2 separate regions of the Mus musculus genome follow, and region 2 is linked to region 1. The links are chromatin contacts, called in public promoter capture Hi-C maps. All regions are on one chromosome and are shown on one strand. The core of a region is the stretch at or near the end of the contact, and the rest is flanking DNA. Distances in the headings are between cores, read along the strand shown.

Region 1 (6,195 bases), core at 1,976-4,475:
CCTAGTCACCGGCTGTATGTCACTCGCCTGTGTGGCAGAATGAATGAAGAAGCAGGGTCTCTTCTCTGTTGGTCTCAGTGCCAGTGCCCTTCCATGCCTCTTCCAGACGACTGTGGCTCCCAGAAGCCTACAGGCTACTCAGCAAAGTTCAGCAGGCCCTTACTGCCATTTACTGAACTGAGTCTAAGGCAGAGAAGCAGTCAGATCTGCCCTAGTGCAAAAGACCTCGGGAAGATTGAGCTCCATGAACCTACATTCTGCATAGGCACAGTGAAGCCCGGATGGACACATTTCAATCTTTTGAGACCTCCAATAGTTTCCTATGTGTCTTTGGGGCTGTTAGGTTCTTGACACTAGCACTGTATTTAAAGACCACATAGGGGAGACTTGGAAAGGCTTTGGTGCCACCACTGGTCAGTGAGCTATCTTTGAGGAAGTGTCTTCTTGCCTGGACACCTGCGTCCTCACAGGGGAGAGACCTGGAGACTTTATTTTCTTTGCCACACACAGTTTTCAAGGCCAGTCTGCAACCCACCATACGTTCCTATGATTCTTCCATGGAAGATATCCTTTCTCCACAGCTATAGGCATAGCTAACATCCTTCAGGTTCTAAACACCACCTCCTCCTGGGTACATTCCTGGGATTCTAGTTATCCTCTGAGTCAGCTTGACAATTCGATTGATCCATGTGTTTCGTTAAAAGCCCCTATCACAGTCTTCCTTTATTATCTCTGTTATCTTTGTACTATTGGCAGAGGACAAGAACAGGAATAGTTCATGATAAAGTGAGAGTGGAGTCACCCATCCAGATGTGCCTCTCTACCCTAAGTTGCTCTTTCTGATTTGTGTTACAGTTTATATGTGTTCAGAATCACGTGTAATTTCTTTGTCCCTATCCATTAACAGTGGCTCACTTCCCAAGCAGAGGCTTGCATACTGTAGGAGCCCTATCCCCCTTTTGTTTTACAGCTTCTTTGGGCTGGAATATTTGGAGCACTGATTATGTCCCAGATTCCAGGCTGGCGATGGGGTTATAGAGGCATCAGGACAGTGACAGCACTGTGATGTGCGGATAAGTGTGGCTGTGAGTGGAGCAGCTACATCAGGTGAGTGCTGAAGAAGGACAAAGGAATGTTTGACAGCAGCAATGGGCAAGAAGGAAGAAGCAAGAAGGAAGAAGTGACACAAGTCTTGAGAGTCTGGCACTGAGTTCAGTGGCCCTTGTACCACTTACCAGCGTGATCAACCTTCTCTCCAGCGTAGATAATCGCATATCTCTTTTCCTGTAGCATAGAGGCCCTCAGTGTGGAAGAGAAAAGATGCAAAATATTACTGGTCACCAAGTCCCTCAGTAATGGAGATAAATATCGAAGAGTGCCAAACAAAGTAAGAGAGATACCCAACACTTAAATGCAATGCCTTTAAAAGCCTCTAAGGCAAAAAATAAAAAAGAAGGAAAAAAAAAAAAAAAACAACCCATGAACGAAATACCAAAAAAATGTAAATAAAGACAGGATGTGCCTGGCACAAAGTATGCAGCTCAGAAACACACAGCAGCTGTGATTGGGCAGGGAATACTTTACCTTCGAAGCTGTGAACTTAGGAAAATTCGAGAAAGACCCGCGGCCCTTTCTCAGGCACAGACACGGGCAATCAGTGCAGAGCATCGGGTGTTCTTGTGAAGGAAGGTGAAGCACTCAGACTGGAGGCGGGGGGGGGGGGGGTGCGCGGGGGGCCCCAGCAGCCCCGGGTGCTCTGCCCCCTGCAGGATGCCTCGTACAGCTCGGCGGAGCCCTCCCCCACTCCGACTTGGGACTTTTCCGAAAGTTTGCTGAAACCAGACACCTTGCTTGACGGTGCCCGCGTGCAGCCTCGATTTAAAAGGCCGCCTTCAGCGCCCCCCTCTCCGCCCCCAGCGGAGACTTCAAAAGGGCCGGCGTCTGTCGCGGCCTCAGCACCTATGAGCCACCCCCCGCACCCGGAGCTCGAGCTGGAGCCGGAGCACGCGGAGTGGCCGCGGCTGCAGCGCAGGGGGACCGGGCCGGTGGCGCAGGCCCGCGCTCCCATGCTCCTCCCGGCGCCGTCGCGCCCTGTGCGCCTTTAGGGAAGGGGACTGCACCCCCGCCCCCGCGCCCGGGGCTGCGGGGACCCATGACCACAGATGCCGTTAGGCACCCGCCTAAGAACCGACCGGCCAGCGTCACACTTGGGGACCCAGTAAGTGCCCTGGGACTCACGGAGCTCTGGGCGTTTGGAGTGCGCAAAGGTGGATGCATGTGCAATAGAGGGTGCAGGTCCTGTATGCACGCCTGTGGTTGCCATTCGCAGAGGGTCGTGTGCAAGCGGGGAGTGTGCACTCGGGGAGCTGCATGGACTGTGCATGTGGGAGTGTGTGCGCTGTGCATGTGCATTTTGTGCGGGTGTGAGCACTCGGGTGGCTGCCTCTGGGAGCGTAGCGTCTGAGATCGCCAGGAATCCAGACATCCAAAGGTGTTTCGCGGAAGTTCAGTACAGTGCGTGGCTGTGTCTGCGTGTGAATGAGTGTGAGTGTTTGGAGTGTGCCTGCGGGAGTGTGTGTGCGGGAGTGTGGTATGAATCGCCTTGTAGAGGCCAGAAGCTAGAGATTTAGTCTCAGGGCTGAGCCGTGCTCGTGAGTTTGAGAATCTGCCTGGGTGTCAGAGGGTGCCGCGTGGGATTCCGGGGAGTCTCTGGTCGGAGAAAATGCAGAAAGGCCGAACACATTCAGCACGCTTACCCACAGCGGTCTTCCACGGAGCTCTAGGGTGCAAGAGTTTCTGCTAAGAGTTGGGAGTTAAGACAGATGGTTGTCGTGGAAATGTAGATGCCAAGTCAAGGTCCCAACTGTGTTTCTGCATCTCTAGGATCCTCTCAGGAGTAGAATTTTCCCCCTTCCTCCCCCACCGCCCGCTATCGAGGATCCTTAGTGTCATTAATCGTAAATTCCTAATCTCAATTGTGATAGATCCATGAGTAGCCAGGAGGAGGTTCTTTTTCATGAGTCTGTTTTGAGATCTGGGGGTGGGATGTCCCCCTCAGGATGGATAGGTGGACGGTCGCGCGAGGCAACCGATGCTGCATCCCTTGCTGCGTCCGGCAGGGGGCAGCAGTTGGCAGCAGAGGGCGGCCCGGCGCGGGGAGGAGAAGAAGGTGGAGAGCTGCGGCGGGCCGAGACTTTAAATCGCCTTCATTTCCCCCAAATCCTTCCTTTTCCTCTCCTCCCCCAGGCCGGCGGGGAGGCAGCTTCCACCGCCCTCCGCGCGCGCTCTCCCGGCCTTGCTCTGCCTCCAGAGACCGCTAGCGGCCCGCCTCCAAAAGTTTGATCATCTCTCTCTCCCTGCCTTTTCTTGCTTCTTCCTTTTCGGTGGAAGCAGAAAAAGAGCGAGGCAGGGGCGAGCGCGGCTCCGGCAGTCCTGGGACCATGGGCCTGGCGCGGGCGACCGCCGGGCTGGGGCCGTGCTGTCCGTCTGCTCCGGCGCCCCTGGGCGCAGGACTGGGCTGGGGGTGCGCCGGCAGCGCGCTTTGAGCCGGCCTGGCGCGGCGCGGCGGGGGGCTGGCGGCCCCATGGGGCGCGCCCACACTTGCCCCCCGGGCTCCGCAGCATGAAGTAGGGGCCTGCCATGGGCACGGGATTCGCGCGGGGGGCCCGAGGCACAGCGGCGTCAGGACCCGGGGGGTGAGTACAATCCCAGGGTTGCCCCCGATTCAGCTTCCTGAACCTCGGATGTGCACAAGAGTCTGGGGTTCCCTGCCGCACCAGACGCTCGCAGAGTAACGTCAGCTTCCTGTAGCTTCCCGCCAGGCGGGACGCCAGGGGTTAACAGGGGCTGTGCACCCCAGGCCGAGCTCTTTTGAGACTAGGACCAGCAAGGGAGGGTCCGCGCAGAGCCAGACCAGCGATCCCAAGAGGGGTCTAGTGGCAGTGCTCAGAGTGGCAGGCAGGGGGCAGGGGCCGGAGGAGGGAGTCTCGGTGTCTGCAGGTCGCGGGCTTGCATGGCTTTAGTTCCACTGTCCTGTGAATCAAGTTTGTCGGTCGTCAGGTCCGGGTGTCTGTTCCTGGCTCGGCCTCGGGTTCTGCACGTTCCTGCATTTCCTAACCTCTCTGCCTGTGTGAATGTGTCTTCTTGGGTCTGCGTACCTCAAACTTCCCAGCTTCTCCCGGGAAGCCTGCAGTTCCTGTCCCTCTCCTGAGTAAGCAAGGGGTGAGAGCCAGCTTGTGGGAGCGGAAAGGCCCTGGGAGATCACCAAGTCCAACCTCCTTGTACAGATGAGGGAACCGTGGCCAGAGAGGGGCCGGGAATCTCCAGGGCGGGGCCCCCGCACACAGGGGCACCCCACAGTTGGGATTCCCAGCTTGTGCAGAAGTTGTAAGAGTGAGGGATTCAGTCACTATGTGTGGGTGTGTGTGGGAGAACGCGGTCCAGAGGGGCCCTGTGGACTATATCTCAGGCACAAGGCTTGCCTTTCCATCTTGCTGGTACTCTAGGGCTCCCAGAAGAGGTTGGCCAGAGTTATAGTACCGCCCACCCTCTCAAGAAACGCCCCTTTGAGCTGGAGCCAGGGTGATGAGGCGCCCCCCTTCTTTTCCATGTCTTGGAAAAAGCTGGCTGTTTGAGATTCCCCCACACCCCCCACCACACGCATTCGTATACACAGGGCACTAGTGAGCACATTGGTGACTCATTTTCTCCGGGAGACCCTGTGCCAGGGCAGATGCCAGCGGTTGGGCAGTGTGGTGGTGCCAAAGAGCACCCCCTGCCTCAACGGGGCCAAAGTTTGAGGAAGGCAAGCAGTACCAAAGCCTGCCTGCCCTTCTGGCCGTACATCCTCAAGCATCTACCCACCTCGGCTTCTTTGCCCTACCCTGGCTCCTTCTTGCCCTTCCTTGCTTCTACATTGAGAAGTCCTCCCTCCTGGGCAACCATATGCCCTGTTGCTCTTGGGTGAACACTGGGCTCTGGGATCTTCGTTGAAGTAGCCTATAATCCATGCCTTCCCTTGTCTCTGCTTGTAGCCCAACATACTCCCCTGATATCTTGTTGGCAGTTTCTTTTTTCTGATCTCAGTGCCCAGGGACCTTCTAAATGTCTCCATGGTCTGGCCTGGTCTGACATGCAGAGGAGCCAGTTCTGGGCTCACTCACTTCAGTGGAAAGCAGACTTTGGAGCAGAGCATAGGAACCTAGCAACAGGCAGCTTGAATTCAAGTCCTCTATACTGGAGTGTGTGCTTGGCCAGGCCTGCCACCTCTCTGCTTCTCCTTTTTACATCACCAAGGTGAGCTCCAGCCCTCCCAGCTGGCAAGCATTTGTGAAAGTTAAAGAAGCGTGCCCAGGAAGCGTAGAGTAAATGTTCAGTAAACCACAGCTGCTATTTGTATCAGTGCTTGCTGCTTTGTGAATGAGTGTGAGTCAATGGGAAAGTTCTGGACCGTATCCTGTCCAGACAGATGACCTATGTGTGTGTGTGTGTGTGTGTGTGTGTGTGTGTGTTCCCATGGAGGAGGTGGAAGGTGTGGAGAAGGACCTGGGTGTGGCTGTCTTGGGTACACAGGGTCTGATGAGGCCACAGAGGCAGGTGGGACGGGGACAGACTCACGCCCTTCCCAGCCAGCCCTGGCATCACTCAGTCTGTGGTAGAGCAACTGGGGACAGCATCCACACATCTGCCATCCTCCGAGGTTCCTATGTCTTCTGGGCTTGGGGGGACCTTGGGCCTCCCTGAATGCTGAATCTGGGGTGGATTTCTGAGTCTCCAGTGTTTCCAGGAAACCAGTAGGAAGGGAAAGCCACACAGATAGAAGGCAGCTTCTAGCTGAGTCTCTGAACAGGAACAACCCTGGCTACTCCCTGGAGGGTTACATGGTCAGAAGAAGTTGTGTCCTTCGTGGCTCACATCTGGGAGCTGTCCTTATGAATTGATCTTTCAGATACCTTGGAGCCCCTCCATAGCCAAGCCAAGGTCTGTGAAGCTGTAATGAAAACAGAAGCCAGGGAGAGCAAAGCCTGCCCGCGAGCCGGTGAAGCCACCAGCATTATTAACAGTAGCCTAAACAGCACTCGAACAGTAGTCACACTGCCGGGCCTCCTTCCTTCTGCAGCCAACTTTCCAGGCTGGAGCTTACTCACATAGATGGCTCCAGGGCTCCTGGTTGCATCTCCAATCCTACTGAGAAAG
Region 2 (6,195 bases), core at 2,319-4,818, 36 kb after region 1:
CCCTGTGGCTGTGAATGTGGGTGATCCACCTTTGTATGCTGAGCCTCCACTGTCCAGTGGATGGTTGGGGAGGTTAATGGGACATTCTGGCCCCAACATTCACACAGGGCTGGCACATGACAGGCACCATATATACTGGCTGGATGAATGAGTGAGCCAATGAATGATGATGGTCCTGAAAGAGAAACAGCTAAAGAATCCATGCTCATCTGGTGTCATTAATCCTCTGGCTATTTCACAGCTCACCAGATAAGCGGCCCTTCCCACCCTGCATGGAGTCTGGAGGCTCATCTGGCTGCCTTTGATTGTTGTGGATGTGAAACTGTCCCCCCAAGACAGGAAGGTCTACAAACATACTCTCCTGTCCAGGCTGGCCTCAAAACTTACAGTGATCCTTCTGTGTCAGGGTCCCTAGTGCTAAGATAACAGAGACAACCGTGCTTAGCCTCAAGAAGGTGGGAGGGTTGTAGCTGCTCACATGTGGGCGCTAGATTGGCTGCTTAGTCCAGCAGGGCACTGGGCAGTCCCAGCCCCCAGTGTGCACCTACAACAGAGGCTGAGCAGGCGTGGCTTGGTCCCTCACTTCATCCCCAGTGCCCCTGACTCCCTGTGTGGCTCTCTGCTGTGCCCCTGGCCTGACTTCTCCACATCCATCATTAATACTATTTGCTTCTCTTCTCAAAGACCCTCTTCCCCGAGTCTCACCTTTCTCAGACTCTGTGGCTCATCTTCTCAGTCTCCTGGGGATTCCCCATTTGCTGGTTCTTGAGTAACTCGCTGACACCCTCAGCACATTTCTTCAACTGGAGCAGGGCTCTGAGGTCAGACTCCTGCATGACCAACCATCGAAGTTTTCCTTACATGCGACTCAGCACACACTGGCCACCTACATCTGCCTGGCCCTACCACACCCCTACCCCCTCCAGTACCTCTGGCCGACATCTCTGATTGATCTGTCTTGCCAAGAGCTGATAATAGGCCTCTGAGTCTCAGCACGCTGTGCCAGGCAGACATGACTAATGGAAGGAAGTTGGTACAATGAAACTCATTTCTTTTTGCAACATCACATCCCCAGGGTCACTCGTCCTCCAGTACTGCCCAGTTGGCCACTGCCCTTGGAAAGATGGGATAAAGATAGTGGTCCCTGCTTTTCTGAGAACCAACTGTTCCTTCGAGTGTGACACCAAATTCCATGCTGGGCTCTTATGGCCTCTCTCGTGTTACAGCCCATTTCTACCCCCACCTCTGCCCCTCTACCTCACTGACCTGATGCCCCACTGCCCCAATGCCTCAATGCCCCACTGCCCCACTCAGGATACTGTGCAACATCCCCCAGCTGAGCTTTGTGATCTCAGGCACTCAATTCTTTACCAACATTCTTGTCCATATGCCCTTAGCGTCCCTACCCTCTTCTAAAAGGTAGTGACCACATTGCTTTTGTTCAATGTTATGTCTACTACTGTTTGCTCCCTGGGTTTTGATAATGGCTGAGGCTCAGCAGATGTGTGATGAATGAATGAATGAATGAATGAATGAATGATTACATCAATAAATGAACTACATGAAAATTCGACCCTCCTGCCTTCCCTTCCTCAACTTACCACCAAGTGGGTTGGATGCCCTGCAAGCTGTCTGATATTTCTAGATGATCTACTGATTTCAGAATCCTCTAACTTCGGAGCCCATAAGACATGTTGAGAAATCAGTTTGGGAAACTGAGGCTCAGAGAGGCTTAGTCTCACTCAGTTTCTTCTTATTTGCTCTTCTTTGCTGGTGGGATATGGGTTGCTGGGGTGGTAGGTGAGTTCTGTGAGCTGGCCTCCCTCGTAATTGCCAGGGCCTGGGTACTGAGCAAGCCTGGGGAGTGAGTTCCACTTTCCTACAGAGATGGAGCCTGGGGGCAACAACCTATGCCTGGACTCACACTGTTTGCTATCCAGACCCCCAGGCAGTGACCGATCCCCTTCCTCCCTCCTTGCCTGAAGTCCAAATAGCACCCCACTGTCTGTGGCAGGGTGAGGTGATGTCTGGTTCCTCCTTGTGCTCTGTAAGCAGTGATTAATCTGGCTCCCAAACCAAAATAGAGAGCGTGCTGTATTATAAACACGGGGCCTGCGGAGGCCCGCCTGCCAGGCAACCACGGCCCCAGCTCTTCTGTGGCTCCTCTGCCTCCCTCGGCCCACCTGGCACCCTTCATCCACACACAGGAAATCACTGCCCTGGGGCCACCTTGTGGGATGGCTGGCCCCTGTAATTGCCAGGGCCAAGAGAAGATAATGGTTTAAGAGCCTCATGTCCCCAGCCCTGTGATTTAAAACTGTTTGGTAAACACTGTTGAAGGGGCTTCCAGGCAGCCCCCTCCGCACCCCACCTCCCACCTTGACTGTGTTCCCACCGGATTTAGAAGCTCATGTTCACAGTCACATTCAAGGCCCTCTGGAGTTCACTATTGAGACAGCTCAGTCCATCCCACAGTTCTAAAGTCTAGAGAATGGTCTAACCTTGGCCTCAGCTTCCTGACAGCCTATCTTCTCCTGGAACCTCAGTCTCTTGTCAGTCCAGTGAAGCAAGAGATGGCCAAAATGGTGACTTCGGTCTTATCCAATGTGGGAACTTCATTATTCTGCTACTGACCTTTGCCCTAGGATGTTGCCATGACCAAAATGGCTCTGTCTCAGGGAGATGCATCTTTAAGGGGACCTTTCTTCTGGGCTAGTCCCAACCACAGTGATTGATGGTTAACATCTGAAAGATTTTGGGCCATAATCCACACACTCTCTCATGAAAGCTGTGTGGCTTCAGGATGGCCCCTAACCTCTTTGAGCCTCCTTTTCCTCACTGTAAGTGTACCAAGTGGTACCTATCTCTTAGAAGTGATCCAGGGTGTTAGTGAGCACGCATGCTTAAGGCACGGGGTTAGGCATGGTGGGTTCTGTGATTCACTTCCTTCCAGCTCTTTCCTGAGCATAGGTTTGCTTAAACCTCATCTGGGATTTAACTGAACACATCCCTTTTCTTTAGGGGAGAGCGATGCTGTGGATTGGTTTTCAGGAGTCTTGGGGTGCTAGAGGCTCCTGCCTCACACTGCCCCCATTGTTGTTCTTGGTCCCCGAGACTCTGGGCTGTTTACAGTGATCCTCTAGGCAAGCAAAGCTTGGCAGAGTGAGTTCAGAGAGGTAATTGCCGGGGTTCGATCTCGCAGCAAGAGCGCATGGCTCACCTTGATGCTTCTGTGGGAGAAAAGGGCCTCAGCTTGTTCCTCCTCGTATCCTGTCATGCCCTGTCCCCTTGTCCCTAGGGTTTCCTGACACAGCTTCAGTCGACGGCTCTGACCTCCATCTGCCTCTCTGCCCACTGCCCTTATCTGTTCTTTTGCAGTTACATAGGCCTTCTTGTGCTTCTCAGCTCGCTTCTCAGCATCTCTGCCCTGGGGCTTCTGTACCCTCTGTTCCACTTTTCAGGATGCTACCTCCAGGTCTGTCTACCTTCCCCCATCAGCCATCCCTTGGCTGTCCCTGGAGTCACCACCCCTCCCCAGGCATGCTGTCCTCTGTACCCTGACTTTATTTGTTCGTGGCAACAAGCCGTAGCATCAGATTTGCCATTTCAAACCATTTCTCAGTGCACTGGTGATGGTGTTCAGCACAATCGAGCGATTGATTGTTGAGCAACTGATCCCCGGAACATATTCATCTTGCAAAGCAGACTCCCGCTGCTCATTGCACTGCATCTCCTGCCTCCCACCACCTACGCTTGCCTTTTCTACTTCATTTCTTTCTAGTTCCTTTCGAGGAATGTAAATTCTCGAGGCAAAGCATGTTGCCTGGCTCCTTTTTCCCATGAGGAAAAACCTGCTGGCCCACGCACACTCCATCACTGTTTGTTGAGTGAGTGAATGAATGAATGAGAAATGAAAGCCATAGTAACAACCGTAGCTGGTGTTTCTAAGGTTGCTGAATTCAGTGCCAGACACCACGATTTGTGCTTCCTACGCAGATCATGCCACCCAGGCATTGGCTCTTCCTGCCCATTTTATAATTTCTGAGGAAATCAAAGTTCAAAGAGTCATTGTCTCTGGCCACATAGCCAGCCCGAAGGCAAACAGTCCTGGAATCCAAATCGATCTGTAATAAGAGCGGAGATCCTTTTGTCTAGCTGCTTGCTGTAGTCTGGGGATCACCTTGCCTACTTGTGACCCAGTGGGGGATTTTTTCCTAGGGGCAGCTCTTGATCTAGAGTAAGATGTGTTTCGTGGGTGGTAGTCTCTCTTGGCATGAGACGATTCTGAAGAAATGCTGGCGAACTTCCCGAGCCCCCTCCCTAAGACAGATTCTTCTGTTTGTAATGAAGACTGCGACTTCCTATGCATCCAGGATGCTGACGGACACCTGTGTGAGGCTGTGTTTATGTGTCTGTAGAGCAAGTGCGTTAGGGGGCTGGGATGAAGGATCAGCTGGTAGAGTGTCAAGCATGCTAGAGTCCTGGGTTTGACTCCCAGCATCACATAAACCAGCTGTGGTGGTACAGGCCTGTAAGTGAAGGCCTGGGAAGTGAAGGTAGGAGGAGCAGGTGGCCAGTGCCATCCTTGGCTACATGGGGAGTTGGAGGCCGGCCTGGGCTGCATGGGACTCTCTCTTAAAATAAAAGAAGAAAGGAAGGAAGGAAGGATGGATGGAAGGAAGGGAGGGAGGGAGGGAGGGAGGGAGGAAGGGAGGAAAAAAAAGAAGGGGACAGAAAAGAGAAACAAAACAGAAAGAAATGAGGTGGCGTAGGGACTTATGTCAACCATGATCTCCATATGGCCGGCTGTCCAGGGCCTGTGCTGATTGACTTACTATCCCTTGTCATAGACTCTCAGGGGCCCTAGAACTTAGAGTTAGAAGATAACAGAACCTAAGGGGCCTCAGAGTTTCAAATCCCCCGTTAGAGGTCCACAGAAGGTTGACGATCACACACTCAAACATGCACCGTAAGTCAGGGGCAGTGTCTCTCCTAAACAGAGCCCTGGTGTGAGAGGCCTGCCAGGCGGCAGCCTGGTGTCACTGAATGAAGATGAAGAGTCAAGGCTGCCACTGAGCATCTGGGCAGCCTTCTTCTCCTTGGAATAGGAGCAGAGCCAGCAAGGAAAGAGGCTGTGTCTCTAGGTGATATGGTCATGGTACATGAACTGGAGTGGCAGATACCGTGTGTGTTCCAGATCGCCCTTGTCCCTGTTCCTTATGTGACAGACCCTTTGCTCCTGTTCCTGACTGCCTCCAACTTTCTGAACTTCCAAGGCAAGGCTGGGATGTGGACCACTGGGTCATAGTCTCTCACTCCACCCCCATCCTCTGCTCTAACAAAAGATGACTCCAGAGGATTCAGTGAACTCCATCTGGCCTGCATCCATGCAGGAAGTGTGTACCATATCCCTACCATAAAGCCTATTGCCTGATGACAATTCTTCACCCCCACAGGGACACAAGGGCCATCCTGGAGCAGCAGGGCACCCTGGAGAACAGGTGAGGCCTGCCTGCACTGCACTGTACTGCCTGATTTTCCTTCTTCCAGTTCCTGCTTGGTACCAGCCTCCTCCCTGGACTCCCTTCCCTGGAACCCCAGAACAAGGCCTTAGGACTTCCCCTGACCATCACCCCCGCCCTTCCCCAGTCAGCCACGCTCTCTTAGAAGAGCCAGTGTCTGTACTGCGAGCCCAGCCCAGGGCTGGCAGAAGCCCCTGGACTCTGGTTAGAGCCATGAATAGCTGGCCTGTCCCCGGCAATGTTAGGCGATATTATCCCTTCCATTCGCCTTGGGGTTTGCAGGAATTCTGGCCTCCTGGCCCAACTCAAACAGCAGCCCTGCCAGGGAACATCCAGCCAGCCCTCATCTGTGCTTTCTTATTTTGAGCCTGGAGCAGAAAGATTTGTCCCAAGAGCTGGTCTGAACAGTTTCAAGAGAGGTGGGCTTGGGGCCCAGCACACACGGCTTGATGTCTTTCCCCCTTTGCCTCACATTCTTGCCTCCTCCTTGTCCACTGTAGGTACCCTCCCCAACCCCAGGACCCTGACTGAGCTAGAAAGGGCCTCACCTTTCCTAACATTTCTCTTGTTCCTTCGCAGGGGCAGCCAGGACCTGAGGGCAGTCCAGGGGCCAAAGGTTACCCTGGCAGGCAGGTGCAGTATATGCTCTGGAAGCCCTGCCCATGGTGGTGGC

What was found. Promoter capture Hi-C pulls out the DNA fragments that hold promoters and counts their contacts.
Region 2: a promoter capture Hi-C map of liver shows a contact between it and region 1. The contact joins the enhancer-like site here to the promoter of Col27a1 in region 1. A contact is called at or near these places in 4 of 39 promoter capture datasets (3T3-L1-derived adipocytes, cranial neural crest and liver), 1 of 15 datasets of contacts at CTCF or cohesin (the NIH/3T3 cell line), 18 of 484 Hi-C or Micro-C datasets (the AML12 cell line, the HL-1 cell line, brain and 7 more), 10 of 115 datasets of contacts at active chromatin or transcription factors (the 230-238 cell line, the NIH/3T3 cell line, embryonic fibroblasts and 6 more) and 2 of 9 other capture datasets (adipose tissue and liver).

Annotation. Positions count from the first base shown.
Region 1 is chr4:63,212,187-63,218,381 of GRCm38.p6, forward strand. Col27a1 (collagen, type XXVII, alpha 1) reads left to right here and starts at 3,226. Exons shown (of 61, transcript NM_025685.3): 1 at 3,226-3,695. The coding sequence starts at 3,640.
Region 2 is chr4:63,248,188-63,254,382 of GRCm38.p6, forward strand. It overlaps Col27a1 (collagen, type XXVII, alpha 1), which reads left to right. Exons shown (of 61, transcript NM_025685.3): 8 at 5,457-5,501; 9 at 6,102-6,155. Among named protein-coding and RNA genes, the nearest start is that of Mir455, 5.6 kb to the right of the region's middle. Within about 2 kb of position 3,569, at least 11 of the 459 cell types and tissues checked have an H3K27ac peak or open chromatin away from gene starts, as enhancers often do. A contact at or near this core is called in liver, where this site is marked.